Linked DNA regions of Mus musculus: all the other regions are linked to region 2. The links are chromatin contacts, called in public HiChIP or PLAC-seq and promoter capture Hi-C maps. All regions are on one chromosome and are shown on one strand. The core of a region is the stretch at or near the end of the contact, and the rest is flanking DNA. Distances in the headings are between cores, read along the strand shown.

Region 1 (3,252 bases), core at 272-2,771, 2.1 Mb after region 2:
TCGGCCCAAACCCCGTACTCCGCCATCACGCCAAGGCCGCGCCAACGTCCGCTTTATAACTTATTCTGTAAAAATATATATACACACTGCGGCTGGGCGGCTGGCGTCGGGGCATGCCGCGAGTCCCGGTTCTCGGGTTCTCCGGCCTGGCCGCGTCCTCACAAGGCGTCCCCCGCGCTGCCACCACACGGGCTAACGAGCGCCAAGTTCGAGGGTTTGTGCTTTTTGAGAAGCCGCGTGATCTTCTCGTCATCGGAGTTGGGGTCCAGGGGCCGGTTGTATTCGTCATCGTCCTCCGCGTCTGAGCCACCCACCTTCAGCTTCTCGGCATCCGAGTCTTGCTTCTTTTTAGCCGACGCCATCTCTGCCGCGTGCCGCTTGCGCCACTTGGTCCGCCGATTCTGGAACCACACCTGGGGGTTTGGGGGAGGGATCATCAGACGGGCACCGAGGCTCGCCTCACCCGACCAGCACTCCGGACCCGCCTGGCGCCAGCGCTTTCCGCGGTCCGGCCGCAGCCGAACCGCCGCTCGCCGGCCGTTCGCAGGACGCGGACTCCGGGCCCCGCCTCAATACTGCTGGACCCCGGCCCATTTCGAGCTCACCTTCACTTGGCTCTCGGTCATGCCCAGAGAGTAGGCAAGCCGCGCGCGCTCTGGGCCTGCCAAATACTTGGTCTGCTCGAAAGTCTTCTCCAGCGCGAAGATCTGCTGGCCGGAGAAAGTCGGCCGCGAGTGTTTCTTCTTGCCATCCTTATCCAGGACCCCGCCGGCTTGGGCTGCGAAGAAGAGCCAGTGAGCGCAGTCCGAGGCCCGCGCCCAGCCCCTCTCCTTACCGAATCCCGCGCGGGCCACTTACCGGAGCCGGCCAGTCGCGGGTCCCTCCAGGGAGAGCCCTGCACCACCCCAGGCCAGAAGATGGGCGGGCGCCCAGGCAGTTCCGCCAGCGGCTTGGGGTAGCCCCGAGCCACGGCGGCTGCGGGCCCGAAGTAGACACCTGCAGACGAGGCGAGCCCGTTGAGACGGGGCAGACTTCCTAGGAGGCCGCCACCCGCTGCGCCCACCGGCCGTCCCAGGATGTCGCTGATGCCGTGCGGAGTGCCTAGAGGCAACTGCGCGCCAAGGCTGCCTAGGGCGGGTGTCTTGAAGCCCGCCGGGCCCTGCAGCGCGTAGGGGAACAGCGACGTCTTCATCTCAGCCATGTTGTGCAGCGCGGCTAAAGGCGCGCTGCTCAGCACAAACGCACCCGGGCGGTTAGCGTCCATGGGCGCCGCCGCCTCCGACCCGGGCGCCCATCCGGGCCCCGCTGCCACCGCCCGCACCCGCCGGCTCGGGAAGTTTGCGCGCGGCGCCGAAGAGCGCCGGCTACGCTGGGACGGGTGGACCGCGTTTCAAACGAACGCCGACGGCCCCTACGGGAAAGCGAGAGGACCGACGGCTGTTGCGCTGAATGGGCGGCGGTCAGAGAGAAGGCAGGGATACTAAGGGCGGCGGGAGCGGCAGTGGCGGCTCCGGGGCAGGTCGGAGCGGCGCCGCGCGGGATGGACGCACTGATAACCGCGGGGCCTGGGCGCGGCGCGCGCGCTGATTGGCTGAAGGCACTGGCGACCAGGCCATTGGCCAGCGTCCGGCCCGTCTGCGCGCGCCCCCGCCGGCCATGCACTCCATGAAGGGCCCATTAGCGAGGCAGGTGCCTCCGGGACTGTAAATTTGCCCCCTGATTTATCTCCCTAGAGATGAAATAAATCCCGTTGGATGGGAGTTTAGTTAGGCAAAGGTTTTAATGGGAAAATCAGGAAAAAATACGAGAACATATTTTATCGACCGAAAGAATGTAGATTTCAAGATCCACTCCGAAAGCTCAAGCTCAGTATGCTTAGTTCAGGGAAGAGCCTGGGACGGCTGGACGCCACAGGTCAGGGCACTCCATCTTGGATCAGGGCCCAAGCCCTGTACTGGGGTTCCTTCTCCTTCCCAGCTCGTGGTGGTGTGGGCTGTTGTGAACTTGTGGGTATAACTTTTCTGGGTGGATTTTGAACGAAAAAGGGTGGACTCTAGGGACCAGATAGATTTGGCTTCCTCAGATCTGCCAAACTCTGCCAACTGAACTCACTGACTTTAGATGGCTCCAGGCAACCGGTGACCTTACTACCACACACACACACACACACACAACCTATGCTGTCCTCCCGTTCTGAAATCCTTGAAGTTGGGTTGGGGTATCTGGGAGAGGCTAGGCCGTCCCCCTTGAACTTTTATGCTTATTAGGCACTCACCTAGGAGGTTACCCGTGTCCAGACTTTGAGGCCCAGGACCAGAATTCTCCTGCTTATTGCTTTCTGGCAAGCTGGACCTCGGGCCAGAATGCAGCGGTTTTGGAATTCAAGAACCAGGACGAAAGGATCACCTTACTCACTGACTTCGGCTGGGTATGCGTTTGCAGTCTAGCGGACAGAGCACTGGCTATAGACCCGGCCTGTAGAGCCCACTAGGCCTTAATTTCTTTTCTAGTACAGGGGCCTCTCACTCCATAAAATTGTTGGGCAGTTAACTGAAGTTGCAGCCACCTAGTGCGGCGGCGCACAGCAGGATCCGAGAAGGTAGCACGCTGGCGCTTATTTCTTTCCTCCTCTTGAGCAGTGCTTACTGTTAACCTCATAATACCTAGTACTGATTGTGATACAACCTGTGGAAATAGAATCTACTGTTTCCGGTCCTGGCGATTTAAGCAGAGGCCCTGTGCAGTTTGTTAATAACGACTTTCCCCTTTTGCCCTGGTCTCCAAGGTTTCTGTCTTACGGGCAAAAGTGATCCTAAAGGCTTCACGTAGGGGCCTAACGTCCACTGCTGCTGGTCCTCTTAGAAGTTCAGTTTCGTTTTTTAACAGTTAGTGTGGGGTCTTTACGCCACGCGTCTCCATCAGGTCAAGGCTTGGAAAGCCACTTTATGGCGGGAACTGGAAATAAGTGCTGTGGTCCCGCTGACTTCTGCAGGACCTGAAAGACCTTGCACGTATGATCCTCACCCATCCTCCCGTACGCAGTGGCCCCTAGCGCCTAGAGGTTTCAGTTACTGGCTTCCTAGTCTGAGTCTACACTCTCAGGATCCATTTGGGCGCGAGCAGCAGCAGCGGGGGCTAGGCTCAGTTCCCTCCAGCACCGAGCACACCGCCCGCTGGAAAGTCTGGGCTTTCTGATGGTACCCTGGGATCTCTGGACTGCTTCCCTCGAGCCCTTAGACCAGCCCCTGGCCT
Region 2 (2,928 bases), core at 402-2,901:
GTACTGTCTCCCAATGATAAAACCTTGTGTCTTAGTTAGGGTTTTACTGCTGTGAACAGACACCATGACCAAGTCAATTCTTTTTTTTTTTAAAGATTTATTTATTTATTTATTATATGTAAGTACACTGTAGCTGTCTTCAGACACACCAGAAGAGGGCATCAGATCTCATTAAGGATGGTTGTGAGCCACCATGTGGTTGCTAGGATTTGAACTCAGGACCTTTGGAAGAGCGGTCAGTGCTCTTAACCGCCGAGCCATCTCTCCAGCCCCGACCAAGTCAATTCTTATAAAGGACAACATTTAATTGGGGCTGGCTTACAGGTTCAGAGGTTCAGTCCATTATCACCAAGGTGGGAGCATAGCAGCATCCAGGCAGATGTGGGGCTGGAGGAGCTGAGAGTTCCACCACTTGTTCCAAAGGCAGCCAGGAGGAGACTGGCTTCCAGGGAGCTAGGATGAGGGCCTTAAAGCACACACCCACAGTGACACACCTACTCCAATAGGGCCACACCTTCTAATAGTGCCACTCCCTGGGCTGAGCATATACAACCCATCGCACCTTGCAAACCTGTAATACAATACTATAATCAGGATGTTAATGTCCGCGTGTGACCCTGATGTCTTTCTGAGGTTTCTATGGCTTTATTGGTATTGGCGTATGTTTATTTTCTTACAGTCCTAAGTTTGGGGTTCTGCCCCCCCCCCCCCCAGCCAAGAAGCAGAACAATTTGTCCTGTTGCATTTGGAGCACTGTGATCCACATTTTTAGTAGGGGTGTTTCTCAAGATGTGTGTGACACAGCTTCCAGGGCTTTTGTAATCATAGGAGCAGGGCTGCCAATAGGATACAGGAGTGGCCACCGCAAGCAACTCTCCTGTGTTCTTTAAAATGGCTCAGTGAGCAGAGGTAAAAGGACATATTTAATTCCCAATCGATCGAAAATATTTCAATCTGTAATCTGTTACTGTTACTCAGGCTGGCCTGGAACTCACTGTAGAGCCCAGGCTGGACTCAAACTTAAGGAACTTCCTGCCTTAGCATGGGAAAGAGTGTGGAGAAGATACCACTGGCGAGTCACTGCCCGTACAGGGAAGCTTCTAGTAAGAGGGTCATGGAGGCTGGGCCTGGGTGGGAAGGTGCAGGAACTCTAAAAAGGAGCCTAACGGTTCTTAGAGGCAATGGGGCGAGCCATTTAGGTCTTGTGTCAAGGCTGCAACGGCTAACAGGTGTCACAGAGTTGTACTGAAGGTTGATTATGGGGTTCTGAGGGCACCTCTAGAAGAGTTCGAGTTTCCTCCAGGACTGAGGTACAAGGACTATCAGGGTTGTGCTCAGACACTATTGTTTTTTTAGTCTTAAGACTTCCTAGTTCATCTTTATGCAGCTTCATGTGAGATTTCAGCTTGCCAATGTTCTATTCTGACTTCACTCTAATTTACAATACACACATACTTACATCCCTTCCTATTACAGGTTTCTGAGCTCCAGAGCTACAACAGCCAGGGGCCAAGGCATCTAGCTAGTTAGCACACCAATACAAAGCAAGGAGGCTCCGCTAGCCCAACCCAGAGCCTCCCAGTTCTCCCAGTCCGAGGGCGTGACCTTCAGTGCCGGAGGGCGTGGCATAGTGTGTCAGGGGTGGGCCCCCGATCTCAGCGGGCGTGGCTTCCCCGTGCGCAGCCTCCTCGCGTGTCCGTCCGGCCCTATCGAGCCTCCGGCGCTCGACTGCTGGTGTCTGGCGGAGACAGCATGGCGGCGGGGGCGGCCGAGGCAGGCGAGGCAGCCGTGGCAGTGGTGGAAGTCGGCTCTGCCCAGCAGTTTGAAGAGCTACTGCGCCTCAAAACCAAGTACGCGGGGGCGGCGAGAGGGCCCGGGGACCAGAGGGCGGCGGGCCGGGGGGTCACGGGACTTGGGGGCGGCTTCCCAACGCGGCACGTCCGGAGCTGAGCTCGTGGTCCAACGGCGGCCCTACTTGGGCCGCGGCGGTAGCCCCTCCTAGGGAAGCGGCCCGCGGCGGCCCGCGTGCACAATGGACCTGCCCTCCGGAGACCCGCATGTGGCGCCTCCTGAAGGAAGCCTTGGCTGGCGACCAGCCTGCAGGCCCAGCTAGGGTCCCGGGCTTTCCTGAACCACCAGCCGGCTAAGGGAGGGTCTGCGGCGGCCGGGTGCGCGCGCCTCGCCTTTGGCCAAGCCTTCCTGAGGCCAGCCCTGGGGATGCGTGGGAAACCAGGACCTCGGCGCTCTAGGATGCTGCCCTGCCTTGATCTGCATGCAGAGTGGTGAGGGAGGGGTTTCAGGGCCCACTGCCGGGGATCCCCAACCTCTCCTTAGCCCCTTATGTGCTTGTAATCCTGGGGCAAGTTTCCTAACCTCCCCTTCGGCTTCCTCCCGGGTGAATGGACCGGTTCTGTTAAAGCTCTGTTTTGTGGTTGGCGTACCGGAAGCTCTCTCCACTAATGTGGGGGCCTTGGTATCCTCACTGAGCAGAGTGGGCAGGTGGCAGATTGACTGGCTGACATCTGCTACTCCATACAGTATGGAGGAGAATTACAATAGCTCATTCAGAGGCTGGCAGTGTAGCTAGTGCTTAATACACAAGAAACCCTGAGTTCAACTTCTAGCACCGAAAACAACAACTCATCTTCATCAACAACAAAACCAGTCCTTTCCAACCCTTTCGCATTTCAGGTTTACTTGATTTTAAATTTTTTTCCCCCCAAAGAAAAGAAAAAGGGAGAATGAGAGTAACATTAAGTAGAAGCTGACTTCTGATGGATCCAGCCAGGTCGTTTACCAGGCGTTTCGGAGGACGTCAGAGATGGCCTCCTGAAGTGATGAGGGCTTGTGTGGACATGTCCTGAAAAGCTTGAACTTAAATCGTCTGAGAAGATTCTTTTATGTGTGTGTGTTTCACATGCTTAGTTT
Region 3 (3,034 bases), core at 481-2,980, 2.7 Mb after region 2:
CTTAAGGTGAGGGAGGTAAACCTGAGAGTGAAGGTCTGTGTTCTGGGTGATTTGTTCCGTTGTAACTTAAGTGTGAGGTACGTTACTGAACAGTAGGCTGTCTACCATTCCGGGAAGCAGGACATGACAGCCAATCCAGGTTGGGATTCAGGAGGAACCCTTGCCCCAGAACGTGGTTAAGAATTCACAGTGGACCCAGAAACTTAGGATACCCAAGATATAAGATACAATTTGCTAAACGCATGAAACTCAAGAAGAACGAAGACCAAAGTGTGGACACTTTGCCCCTTCTTAGAATTGGGAACAAAACACCCATGGAAGGAGTTACAGAGACAAAGTTTGGAGCTGAGACAAAAGGATGGACCATCTAGAGACTGCTATATCCGGGGATCCATCCCATAATCAGCTTCCAAACGCTGACCCCATTGCATACACTAGCATGATTTTGCTGAAAGGACCCAGATATGGCTGTCTCTTGTGAGACTATGCCGGGGCCTAGCGAACACAGAAGTGGATGCTCACAGTCAGCTATTGGATGGATCACAGGGCCCCCAATGGAGGAGCTAGAGAAAATACCCAAGGAGCTAAAGGTGCAACCCTATAGGTAGAACAACATTATGAGCTAACCAGTACCCCGGAGCTCTTGACTCTAGCCGCATATGTATCAAAAGATGGCCTAGTCGGCCATCAACAGAAAGAGGCCCATTGGACTTGCAAACTTTATATGCCCCAGTACAGGGGAACGCCAGGGCCAAAAAGTGGGAGTGGGTGGGTAGGGGAGTGGTGGGGAGGGTATGGGGAACTTTTGGGATAGCATTGGAAATGTAAATGAGGAAAATACTAAATAAAAAATATTAAAAAAAAATTCACAGTGGAGTACTAGAAGTCTGTAGAGGAGTTGAGCCAAGGAGTGGGAAGGGAGGAACTATTCAGCTGGCTAGGAAGGAAAGTGGGTGTGTCGGTATGGGCTACGCTGATTGGGTGGCTTGAAGGACACGATCAGGAGAGACTGTGGAAACAGCAGAGACTAGACAGGAGGCACTATGGACAAACCTTTCCCAATACCCAGGCTGTCTTACTTAACCTACTTTCACATTCTCTTAAAGCTACCTAAACACATGGGATTTCACAACCAACATGCATGTTCCCAGCTGACACTCATAAAAGTTCGAGCGTTGAGAAGCTATTACACCCAGAGCCCTCCCACTAGACATGGCTTCGAGGTGCTAGGATCTGGCTGGGCTTGTAAGGTGAGACTAAGGTCAGACTGAGGAGCGGGGAACGGGGTAAGGAATTGGGAAGGGGTCAGTCGAGCGCTGGAGTTGGAGGCTCAGAAGGAAGATCACCAAGCTAGAGTCAGTGGTCACTTGCAGGAAATCTGGGTTTAGTGTGGGGATGCGTACTCGAATCCAGGGTCCAGGTACTTCAGAGTCAAGTGTTGGGAGTGCATGCTTGTGGAAGTAGGGGGTCAGACAAAAGATCTAGAGTTAGGAGAGAAGGGCCAGGATCAAGTGAGGATGCGTGCAGGCCGGGGTTTAGGGACCACCCAGAGGTTATGGGTGGAGAAACCACCCAACGTGGGTGGGGTGACGCACCCCGCCGGTGTCCGCACTCACCCGAGGCGAAGCGCCGTAGTTCTGGGCAGCGGACTGAGGACAACAGTGAGCTACAGGCTCTGGGCAGCAGAGCACGCAGGGCCGCCATGGCGGAGAGACGATGTGTTCCGCCCACAGAATCGCCCCGCCTGCAGAATCGCTCCGCCCCAGATCCCAGGCGGGATGAAGACGGAAGCTTAAGGGGTGGACCCGTGACCTGAGCGGGCTGGTACAGAGGGCGGGGTGGGGCAGCGTGGGGTGCTGGGCTGCGGTTCTTGGAGTAGTCTGTTAATTGCATCACTTTGGTGGTGTGCCCTTGGCGGGTGCCCGGTTTACGAAGCCAGACTGGGAGACATGGCTGTGCCCTTTCCCCTGTGATGGCCGTATGCTTTCGTTCTTGACCAGGGGAAAAACTACGGGAAGACGCGATCACAGATACAGTAATAAAGCATAAAGCGGTAAAGTGCAAGACGGTTTTGTTTAGCTTTGTGTGAGGGTCTTACTTCATAGCCCTGGTTGGCTGGAACCCTCCTTATGGGCCAGGCTGTTTCTCAATCTCACAGAGATCCATTTGCCTCTGCCTTCCAAATGCTTGGATTAAAGGCATGAGCCATTATACCCTGCTCCAGAGGTATTCTTTACATGACAACTGACTAGCTTCATAACACCAGGTTAGAAATAGCTGTGATTTTACAAGATGAGAAGATTTCACATAAATTTAAAAGAAAGCCAATGTTTTGTTCACGTAAATTATCTTGAATTATAACTTAAAAATATTTAGCAAGTATTATCAGGCCTTCATTTGTATTCTTGCCCTGGTCCTGCAAACCCTAGGATAGAGATAAAGGACAGAATCTCCAGACAAAAGCAAGCTTGATACTGTTATGCCGGGAAGTTTGTGAACCCCAAAAGTCCACCAAGGAGCCTTTTCGATGTAATAGTATTAGGGTCTCTATTACAGGCTCAGGCTTGGGCCCTCTCCTCCAACTCAACCCTGACACAGCAGGACAGGAAGGGAAGGCAGAGAAGCCTTGAACTCTCATCTGGACAGGGCTTTACAAGAAATGGAAGGTAAGAGAGGGGGTGTCCATCTTGGAAAGTATCTAACTGAAGGTCTATTGTAAGCCGACTGTATTCAGTCACAAAGGGTCTGAAAGTGCATCTGAAACAATCAGGCTAGTCTTTGTTTTACTGTTGTTAGGAAGTAGCTACAGAGTAACGCTGGCCAAGGACAAGCCATGGGGTCTTTCCTGGTACGTGGGTACAACCTGGGTTCTTCTGTAGGTCAAGTTCTCAGGCTTTTTTTTTTTTTTTCTTTTAGATAGAGGCTGGTCCCAAGATGGAGTAGGTTTGGATTCTCAATACTTTAAAGAAAACAATCCAAACCAGAATAGAACAGTCAGCAAACTTTATTTCAAGACTAAGATAGAATATAAACA
Region 4 (3,148 bases), core at 599-3,098, 2.5 Mb after region 2:
TCATTCCAGACACAGGAAAGATAGTGACAATAGAGTTACCTGCCTGGTGATAATAAAGAGTTAAAAATGGCGGGGGGCAACCAGTGGCCCAAAAGGCTCAGTGAACCTTACATCTCAGGTCCCGGCCTTGTGCTGAGCCTGGAGCTTAGTCCTGAGCACTGTACCTGAGGGAAGCCTCCAGCACAGATGGAGTTTAACTACCCTAAGACCACTAGACTGAAAGTAAGCTCGAGATGACCACACGGTGTGTTGAATGGACAAAAAGGTCCCACCATCGCCAGCTGCCTGTCCCCAGAGCCACCAGATCCCATCACATGGGGGGCTTGAACCAGGTGATAAACACCTTGAAAACAACAGGCTGTAACTCAGAATACTGTCCCCAGGAAGCTAGGCTTGGAATGGCAAGTAGAGATGACCTGGCCTACCCCAGTCATGAGGAACACAGCCAGTGGTCCTTGGTCTTTGTTCAAGCCCCTAGTCACAAATCACTAAAGAAACAGCCGCTAATCTTTGCGCTACATTGTTGTCTTCGGTCCCACAGCAGGAGACCACCACAGTCCCAGAAGCAAGATGGCAGACTGGTACTCCTTTTGACTTCACTGATCTCTGTAAAACTAGGGCTACTAGGGACTTACTTGCCATCTTTTTAGGATGTTCCTTTTTCTTGTCTTGACTACATTGGCCAAGAATTCTACACTCAGACGAACTTTGAATATCGTTTTCTTAGTCTTAATCTTGAGGGGAAGAGTTGATACTTTGTCACCCTTTGTTAATAGATAGAAAGATTCCTTTTTGTAGTGTGTGTGAACTAAGATTCCAATTTAGCAGCCGCTGATCGCTATCAAATCTAGCACCCAAATGGCCTCCCTAGCTAGATGAGTCAACTAGATACAACATGTATCCATCCATCTTCCAAAGCCCCCAGCCAGAGCAGAATGGAGAGGATGGGTCTACAATTTGCATAGATAAACAACACATTCTGGTGCACTAGCCATACAAGGTGCCAGAGTTTTGTGTTTCTGGAGCTTTTCACAGGCTGTTTATGAGTAGTAACTAATGGGCGAAGCACAAATATAAAAACAAAAACAAACGAGCTGACTCCTCCCATCTGCCCTCTTCACTCGATCTTATTACATTGTACCTTGATTAAATGCTTTTTAAAAATGATTTATTTGGGCCTGGAAAGATGGCTCAGCAGGTAAGAGAGTGCTCTCACCGAAGGTCCTGAGTTCAAATCCCAGCAACCACATGGTGGCTCACAACCACCCGTAATGAGATTTGACGCCCTCTTCTGGTGTGTTTGAAGTCAGCTACAGTGTACTTAGGTATAATAACAAATAAGCCTTATTTTAAAAAGATGTATGTATGTATGTATGTATGTACTTAATATGAGTACATCGCTGTCTTTTGACACACCAGAAGAGGGCATCAGATCCTATTACAGATGGTTGTGAAACACCAGGTGGTTGCTGGGAATTGAACTTAGGACCTCTGGAAGAGCAGTCAGTGCTCTTAACCACTGAGCCATCTCTCTAGCCCTAAATGGTTTTTTGGGTTTTTTTTTTTAGTAAAAAAATTTTTACACGTTCTGTTTTGTGTAGCAGGGCAAAAAAACTCCGTTCTCAGGTCCTGGGTCCCTAAGGAAAGGACTAGAAAGGGGATGGGCTAGAATAAGCAAGGCACAGGCCAAGAGGAACTAGGTAGGCGAGGGGGCGGGGCGGCTAGACGATGGGAGGGTCGCAACGACCAGGTTCAGACGCAGAGGGCGGTGCGGGGTCCTTAGAGCGTGTGTGGGCGGCTCTGGAGGAGCCCTCCTCTCTGGTGAGGCCACGCCTTGGAGTGCACGCACCTCTACCTGGCTCAGGGATGCTGCTTCGTCCCCGGAGGTTGCCCGCTTTTTCTCCGCCGTCGCCAGCTAGCCCCGACGCTGAGCTGCGGTCGGCCGGGGATGTCCCGGTGACTACGTCTGATGCCTTCGCTACTTCGGGCGGGATGGCTGAACCCGGCTCGCCCAAGGCTCCCGTGTCCCCGGACTCGGCGCAGCGCACGCCCTGGAGTGCCCGAGAGACGGAGCTACTTCTGGGCACGCTGCTGCAGCCGGCCATGTGGCGCTCACTACTGCTGGACCGCAGGCAGACTCTGCCTACTTACCGCCGCGTGTCCGCCGCACTGGCCCGTCAGCAAGTTCGGCGCACGCCCGCTCAGTGCCGCCGTCGCTACAAGTTCCTCAAGGACAAACTCCGAGACTCCCAGGGCCAGCCGTCCGGACCCTTCGATAACCAGATCCGCCAACTCATGGGGCTATTGGGGGACGATGGGCCGCCGAGGGTTCGCCGCCGCTCTACTGGCCCTGGACGTCCCCAGCGCCGCGGCCGCTCGTCCCTCTCCGCGTTAGCACCCGCACCTGCACCGGTGGAGCAAGGTAGGAGCAGCCATGTGGGCAAGAAGGGTCTGGGTCTCCTGGGGAGGGGCGGAGCCCTGAGTTGGGATTCCGTACGTTCCGCGCGTTTCTCTCGTAGAGGCCGAGCTGCCGCTGGCTGCGGAAAATGACGAACCTGCCCCTGCGCTCAGATTCAGTTCTTCCACGACGAAGTCTGCAGGTGCCCACCGCATTACCAGCTCTCCTCCTCTTACGAGCACCGACACTCTGCCTCCTGAGCCGGGCCATACCTTCGAATCCTCCCCGACGCCAACCCCCGACCACGACGTGGAGACCCCGAATGAGCCTCCTGGCCTTTCCCAGGGCCGTGCTTCTTCCCCGCAGGTTGCTCCCCAGTCGTTGAATACCGCGTTGCTGCAGACCTTGACGCACTTGGGCGACATCTCAACAGTTCTGGGCCCTCTGCGCGACCAGCTGTCGACCCTGAACCAGCACGTGGAGCATCTACGAGGTTCCTTCGACCAAACCGTTTCTCTGGCGGTGGGGTTCATTCTGGGCAGTGCAGCCTCCGAGCGGGGCATCCTTGGGGACTTGCGCCAATAAAGCTTTGTTATCAGTCCTCTTCTCCAGAAACGACTCCCAGTCTACCCCGACCCCTGTTACTGTCCCCATCCCCATCTCAAACCTAGGTTCTTACCAAAATAAAGATTGTGTTTTCTACTTAATCCTGTGAATGAATTCGGACTCCAGGTCGCGGTAAGAATGGAA
Region 5 (3,272 bases), core at 547-3,046, 2.7 Mb after region 2:
CAGACCTAGGACTTTAAACTTACAATCTGGGCACATCCCCTCACTGGACTCCCCCATTTTCCTTTTGAGACAACATCTCACTCTGACCCAGGCTGGCTTTGAAATTTCTATTCTGCCTCAGTCTCACAAGGGCTGGGCTTATAGTATGTGCCTGTCTGGAGGCCTGGGGGTGATAGTAGTACTGGGTATCAAACCCAAGGCTTCCTGCATTCAAGGCAACCATTATAACATTGAGTTACATGTCAACCCCTTTTATTTGAGATAGTGTCTCTCTTAGGGTAGTTTCTAATGCCTGGCTTCCCCTGGCCTCTATCATCCTTAGCTGGTATCACAGGCCTGTTCTACCAGGAGCAGCTGGATTTGCATTTAGTCTTACAACTATGAAGCCCACTTCACTCTCATTGTATTAATGGGAATGTAGTCGGTATTTATAACAGTTACATTAAAATGTCACACTTGAAAATGGAGGCATTACAGGTGTGTGTGTGTGTGTGTGTGTGTGTGTGTGTGTGTAACACTTGAAAGTTCTAAGGCAGGCCCGGGAACTGATAGGGGACAACTCAATTTCCTTACATTGATTTATATGAGTATACGAGGGAGAAAGACGACTTTTTTTAGACTGCCTCATGAAGCTCAGGCTGACCCTGAGTTCCTGACCCTCTTGCCTCAAATCTCTCATATGCTAGGATTACTGGTGTGTGCTGTCACACCTGCCTGAGTTTTGGTAGCGTAGGCTACAAAGTGAGATATTGTCTCAAAAGGAAGAAAAATGTGCCTAGATTTTAAGTTTAAATTTCTAGGCCAATTTCCCACCATGGAGAAGCCACATCTTCATTGCCAGCAGCCCAATTTCTTCTGGCTTCCCTATGAAACCCTAGAATCTTGGGCATGCTAGGCCAGGCCAGCTTGTTATCCTCCATGCTATATATCCTCAAACCTGAAAGATTTGGAATATAGTGAAAAATCTCCAGATTGGGACTGGAGAGATGGCTTGGAGGTTAAGAATGATTGCTGCTATTGCACAGGACTGAAGTTCAATTCTCAGCACCCAGTCAAACAACTCAAAAGCCCCTGTAATTCCAGGTCCAGAGGATCCACTGGCTTCTGGGCGTATCCGCTAACACATGGCATACACAGACACTTCAAATAAAAATATAAAGGGCCCCCAATGGAGGAGCTAGAGAAAGCACCCAAGGAACTAAAGGGAACTGCAACCCTATAGGTGGAACAACAATATGAACTAACTAGTACCCCGGAGCTCTTGTCTCTAGCTGCATATGTATCAAAAGATGGCCCAGTAGGCCATCACTGGAAAGAGAGGCCCATTAGACTTGCAAACTTTATATGCCCCAGTACAGGGGAACGCCAGGGCAAAAAAAGGGGAGTGGGAAGGTGGGTATGGGGAACTTTTGGGATAGCATTGGAAATGTAAATGAGGAAAATACCTATTAAAAATGAGAAAAAATATAAATAAATGAAATTGAGTCTTTTTGTTGTTGTTTTTCTCTGTCTTACCATGTAGCACTGGCTCTGGAATCCACCAGGCTGGTCTCAAGCACACTGAGAGCCACTTACTGGCCTCTGCCTCTGGTGCTGGGGATAAAAAGTGTGCGCAACCACAACATAAGAGCAAATATAATATTTTATATATATATATCGTCTTTCCAAAAGAAAAAAAAGGAGACTATCTTCAAATCCCTGAAAAGAACCTCACATAAGCTCAGGAATCCTGAGAATGGAGCACTACCGGGCCAACCCCGTGCCCCTGCTTATCCCAGAGTGCTCGAGTCAGGCGCATGCGCAGTCGCGCACGGAACCCAGGCGCGCCGGAACCCTGTGAGCAGATCCAGGCCCTGGCGGAGGCGGTCCGACTGCGAACTCTTCCGACACCAGTGACATGAGGCTGTGGCCGCAGGCATGGGGTGCCGTCCGGGGCGCTTGGCGCGAGTGCTTCCCTCTGCAAGGTCACGATGTAGCACGCTGGTTCCCCGGCCACATGGCCAAGGGTGAGGCCAGCATGGGCTGCAGGCGGCACGGGCGCCGGTCCTGGCGGTTCCTTGGTTCGCCTTCCTGGCATCGGGTTGGAGAGCTGTTTTGTGCTTGATACTTTTGAGACGCACTGAGTGGTCCCTTTAAGTCACATGCAAGCTGATGTCTGAGTTTATAGGTCACAACTTGGCCCCAGGCAGCTGTAGACGTAGTGCGGTCCTAGGCTGCTGTTTGCTGTGGTCTTGGCTGCCGCAGCCATGCGAGATTATAGTGTGTGGCAGAAAAGGCGCCGGGAGTGTGAGTGGACAGGTGGCAGTTGCGGTGCGGAGCCTCAGTGTTTCTGTGCAGTGAGGGTATTAAGTCCGCACAGTATCAGGAACTTCCTGATTAAGACCATCTTGTGTGAAATGTACCTTCCAGAACCATCGGGGCACCGTGGAACGTGGCTCAGAATGCTGCCTCCTTTAACCCTGTGTGCACTGATGGTTCTCAGATGTATTCCCCTAGGAGAACTTAAACTTGCCCCCTTTGGCTGTTTCCTTAGTGCCCCTCTATTTTCTAGGACTAAAGAAGATGCAGAGCAGTCTGAAGTCGGTGGATTGTGTTATCGAGGTTCATGACGCCAGGATATCCTTTTACGCTGTAGAGGGGAGCACCTCTGCTCGACTGTAAAGGCAGCAGCAGGATGCTTTCCTGGTTCCTCTCCATCTCCTTCAGACAGTTTAGTCTGCTCTGCCTCTGGTCCATCATTATGTCTACAGCTGCGACAGCTTCTTTTGTAATTACTGGGACATAAAGCAGTGTTTTCCAATTCTCATTACACATTAGAGTTCCCGGGAGGCTTTTACATCAATAGCTAGGGCCCTTTTAGATCAGAATCTCCCTCGTGGGGTCTAGGCTGGTGTTTTTATTTTTAGGCTCCCATCTGATATCTCTCCCCCCCCCCCCCCCCCAGACAGGGTTTCTCTTTATAGCCCTGGCTGTCCTGGAACTCACTCTGTAGACCAGGCTGACCTTGAACTCAGAAATCCGCCTGCCTCTGCCTCCCAAGTGCTGGGATTAAAGGCGTGTGCCACTACGCCCGGCCCATCTGATATCTTATTTGTCTCAGCCTCTTGTTTACTTTGATATTTTTAGGGGTAAATTATGAAACCGGAGATGAAATGATCCTACTAACCTGTCCTTTCCTCTTGTCCTTAATTGAAGAATTGGCAAGTTACAATCATGTCTACTGGCAGGTGCTTCTCAGACTGTTTGTTGCATTTAAGCTGTGTTTGGTTTCT
Region 6 (2,932 bases), core at 93-2,592, 2.6 Mb after region 2:
AGGTCAGCCTGGTCTAACAAAGTGAGTTGTCCAGGACAGCCAGGATACACAAAGAAACCCTGTCTCGAAAACAAAAAACAAAAAACAAAACAAAACACCTAACCAAGACATGGCCTGTCAAAAACATTTTATCATTTGCAAAATGTCAAGAATCCAAATACTTTTACAGAGACAAAAGTGAGAGAGATGATATCACGCCTGGTCATAAGCAGCTGTCTAAAGACATAGAAACGCTCATTTCCAGGGCTTAATTACAGAAAGGCTTTCCTTCCTTCATCCCTCCCTCCTTCTCTTCTTCGCCCCCCCGCCCGTGCCTCTCCCTGCTCCCCAGGTCCCTCTCCTTAGGGGGAAGGTTTTACTATAAATAAGAGAGAAAACATCCAGAGACATTTGGAAGAATCCAGAACAGAGAGAAAGAGAAACAGACCGAGCAAGGCCTGGGCTGAGAGAGAGGGAGAATAATCCCAAAAGGCTTTCATTTGTATCTATTAAACAGTAGCGTCCCTTCTTTCTTGACACTTATATTCATACTGGGGGAGGGTGACCTACTTTGGTAGAGGAGCAAAGTTAAAGCCCCTCAAAGTGTCAGCCGCACGTTTCGATCGTCTTTTTGTTTAGGTTAGGGTTTCTTTCCACACCTGTCTCTACTGCAGCAGGCCCTGATCCCTTCACCCCTGAACCCCGAGCACCAGCAGCAGATGCAGAAAACCCGCAGGCCAGCACCGCAGTCACCGCGGGGCTGTCAAGAGAGGAGTCACACTAACCACGAACTTCCCAAGGCCACTGCCTCCAATTGGACTCCTGGAGAGGACTGAAAGAGCCAGAGAGGCAGTCGCACCGTGGAGCGAGACAAGCCCGGGCTGGCGGACGGAACCGCCGGCGGCAGAGGCCCAAGAGAATCAGGCTCTTCCCCGCTGCAGGCCAGCCTGGCTCCGGTACCCGATCCCGCGCCCGGCTCCAGCCCCGCCCTTCTCCGACCAGTTCCCGCCACAACACAGACCCAGCCCTGACTCACCTCCGCGCGTCGCGTCCCGCCCCGCAGGGTCGCCACAGGAAGTTAGTAGACGTCACGTCCGTCACCACCCCTCCGACGGTGGCCGAAGGGCCGCGGCGGCCGTGGTGATGTTGCTTCCCCCTGCACTATATTCCCGCCTGGCCGGGGAGCCGGGGGCAGCCGAACCGCTGCCCGTGGAGAGGAACCCTGCGGCTGGGGAGGCACCCTTCCGATTCGCGCCGCGTGCCGTGCGCTTCCCGCGGGATCACGAATTCTTCGAGGTGCGTGACAACCCGGGCGGAAGATGTCCTGAGCCCCACAGGGAGGGGCCTAGAAGCAAGACTGTCGCTGTGGGCGGGGCTTGTGGGGACCGGACCTGTGGACCGGATCAAGGGGCTGGACACAGCTCTATGGGTTGGGGCGTGGCTCCGAGCTGTAGGGCGTGGCTTCGATGCCGGAGTCCACCCACAGCTCTTGACGCGTGTCTTCTGTAGGATGGGGATGTGCAGCGGCACCTGTACTTGCAGGACATGCTCACGCAAGTGTCCGAGACGCCGGAAAAATCCATGTGAGCACCTTGGCTTCGAGGCCTTACTCGGCTTGCTAGCGCTATCCTGATTCCTCCTCTCTCGTCCGCTTACACCCTGGGACTCCGACCCCTCCCAGTTGACACCCGAGTAGCATCCACTTAGCACCACCCTGCCCTAACAGGAGCATGGCTTGGCTGGACTTCCCTCCCCTAGTCTGTTAGTAAGGTTTGGGGTGGCACAAGAAGCGCTCTTCTTGTTTCAGGCTCAGCTGGAATATGGGTAAGAAGTTCCGCCGGAATTCCTGCCTTGGGATAGTTGGGGGAAGGGGGAAACATTCTTCCAAGAGACACACCTCCTTTCCCAGGGTGCCTGAGTTCACCTGTCAGGTGGCTGGCTGTTGCCAAGTGTTTGCCGCCATAGAAGACTACCAGCACCACTACCACATGATGCATGGAAACACCTGCTCCTTCTGCAACCGTGCCTTCCCCTCTGGGCATTTGCTGGATGTCCACATCCTGGAATGGCACGACTCTCTGTTTCAGATCCTGGCCCAGAGGCAAGACATGGTGGGTGCTGACTGCACTGGGTGCATCTGCAGTGGTGACTGGGATTAGGGCTTAGGGCAGGGTGAGAGTAGAGGTGACACTTTATTCTTTGTAGTACCAGTGCTTGGTTGAAAGCTGCCCAGAGAAGTTCAAGACCAGCCAAGACCGGAAGGATCACATGGTGAGGCTACACCTGTACCCTGCGGATTTCCGATTTGATAAGCCCAAGACGAACAGAGGGTACGTGAGGGACCCAGTTGTGACTGTCCCCAGTCTTAAGCCTGGGAACAGACACTGTAATCAAATCTTAGTGAGGACACTAACAGAGCAGAGGGTGAGGTGCTAGCAAGTGCTTGTGCTGGTGTGGTGTCTTCCATGGCCCTCTGATGCTACCAGCAGGGCACTGGGGACTGTCCCAAGTGTGTGTGCTTTTCCCATGGAATCCCCTGTGTGCTCTTCACACTTCTCCCATGGAACCCCCTAGGGTTTCTCTCTCTCTCTCTCTCTCTCTCTCTCTCTCTCTCTGCTTACTTTTATAAACTTGCCAACAAAGCTGTCTGTTAGCATGACTGTTTAGACTGCCCTAAGGAGAATAATTCCTGGAATAACTTTTAGAATAATGCTTCTTTGCTTCCTTTAAAAAGTGACTCCTTTCCATGAACTCCCATGATCCTTTGGTAGTGCATTGATGAGGTGACAGCTCATTCTGTGAAGTGCATAAGTTTGCGGTTCAATCCCTAGCACCTACCTTAAAAATCCAAGTATGGCGTGCACCATACAATGCTAGCACCATGAAAGTGAAGACAGAGAGTTCTGGAGTTAGGCCAGCCAGCTTAGCCTCATCTGTGAGCTCTGAGTCCCAG

The links. Promoter capture Hi-C pulls out the DNA fragments that hold promoters and counts their contacts. HiChIP or PLAC-seq counts read pairs in DNA pulled down with a chosen protein or histone mark. Capture Hi-C pulls out chosen DNA fragments and counts their contacts.
Region 1: an H3K4me3 HiChIP or PLAC-seq map of embryonic stem cells shows a contact between it and region 2, with 5 read pairs. The contact joins the promoter of Nkx6-2 here to the promoter of Glrx3 in region 2. A contact is called at or near these places in 1 of 39 promoter capture datasets (pre-B cells) and 1 of 115 datasets of contacts at active chromatin or transcription factors (embryonic stem cells).
Region 3: a promoter capture Hi-C map of pre-B cells shows a contact between it and region 2, with 5 times the contacts expected there. The contact joins the promoter of Echs1 here to the promoter of Glrx3 in region 2. A contact is called at or near these places in 1 of 39 promoter capture datasets (pre-B cells) and 1 of 9 other capture datasets (liver).
Region 4: a promoter capture Hi-C map of pre-B cells shows a contact between it and region 2, with 4 times the contacts expected there. The contact joins the promoter of Utf1 here to the promoter of Glrx3 in region 2.
Region 5: a promoter capture Hi-C map of liver shows a contact between it and region 2, with 2.4 times the contacts expected there. The contact joins the promoter of Mtg1 here to the promoter of Glrx3 in region 2. A contact is called at or near these places in 1 of 39 promoter capture datasets (pre-B cells) and 1 of 9 other capture datasets (liver).
Region 6: a promoter capture Hi-C map of adipose tissue shows a contact between it and region 2, with 3 times the contacts expected there. The contact joins the promoter of Tubgcp2 here to the promoter of Glrx3 in region 2. A contact is called at or near these places in 2 of 9 other capture datasets (adipose tissue and liver).

The regions. Positions count from the first base shown.
Region 1 is chr7:139,581,276-139,584,527 of GRCm38.p6, forward strand. It overlaps Nkx6-2 (NK6 homeobox 2), which reads right to left and starts at 1,522. Exons shown (of 3, transcript NM_183248.3): 1 at 859-1,522; 2 at 606-778; 3 at 1-413. The coding sequence starts at 1,264. The coding sequence ends at 159. It overlaps Gm33031 (a long non-coding RNA gene), which reads left to right and starts at 1,521. Exons shown (of 7, transcript XR_003946896.1): 1 at 1,521-3,252.
Region 2 is chr7:137,435,922-137,438,849 of GRCm38.p6, forward strand. Glrx3 (glutaredoxin 3) reads left to right here and starts at 1,652. Exons shown (of 11, transcript NM_023140.5): 1 at 1,652-1,850. The coding sequence starts at 1,753.
Region 3 is chr7:140,114,691-140,117,724 of GRCm38.p6, forward strand. It overlaps Echs1 (enoyl Coenzyme A hydratase, short chain, 1, mitochondrial), which reads right to left and starts at 1,731. Exons shown (of 8, transcript NM_053119.3): 1 at 1,617-1,731. The coding sequence starts at 1,704. It also overlaps a transcript of Paox not described here.
Region 4 is chr7:139,942,008-139,945,155 of GRCm38.p6, forward strand. It overlaps Utf1 (undifferentiated embryonic cell transcription factor 1), which reads left to right and starts at 1,849. Exons shown (of 2, transcript NM_009482.2): 1 at 1,849-2,422; 2 at 2,520-3,105. The coding sequence starts at 1,867. The coding sequence ends at 2,983.
Region 5 is chr7:140,135,768-140,139,039 of GRCm38.p6, forward strand. Mtg1 (mitochondrial ribosome-associated GTPase 1) reads left to right here and starts at 1,797. Exons shown (of 11, transcript NM_199301.2): 1 at 1,797-2,006; 2 at 2,552-2,616. The coding sequence starts at 1,898.
Region 6 is chr7:140,035,332-140,038,263 of GRCm38.p6, forward strand. It overlaps Tubgcp2 (tubulin, gamma complex associated protein 2), which reads right to left and starts at 1,343. Exons shown (of 18, transcript NM_001286007.1): 1 at 1,016-1,343. Zfp511 (zinc finger protein 511) reads left to right here and starts at 1,060. Exons shown (of 6, transcript NM_027201.1): 1 at 1,060-1,275; 2 at 1,489-1,562; 3 at 1,889-2,090; 4 at 2,185-2,309. The coding sequence starts at 1,123.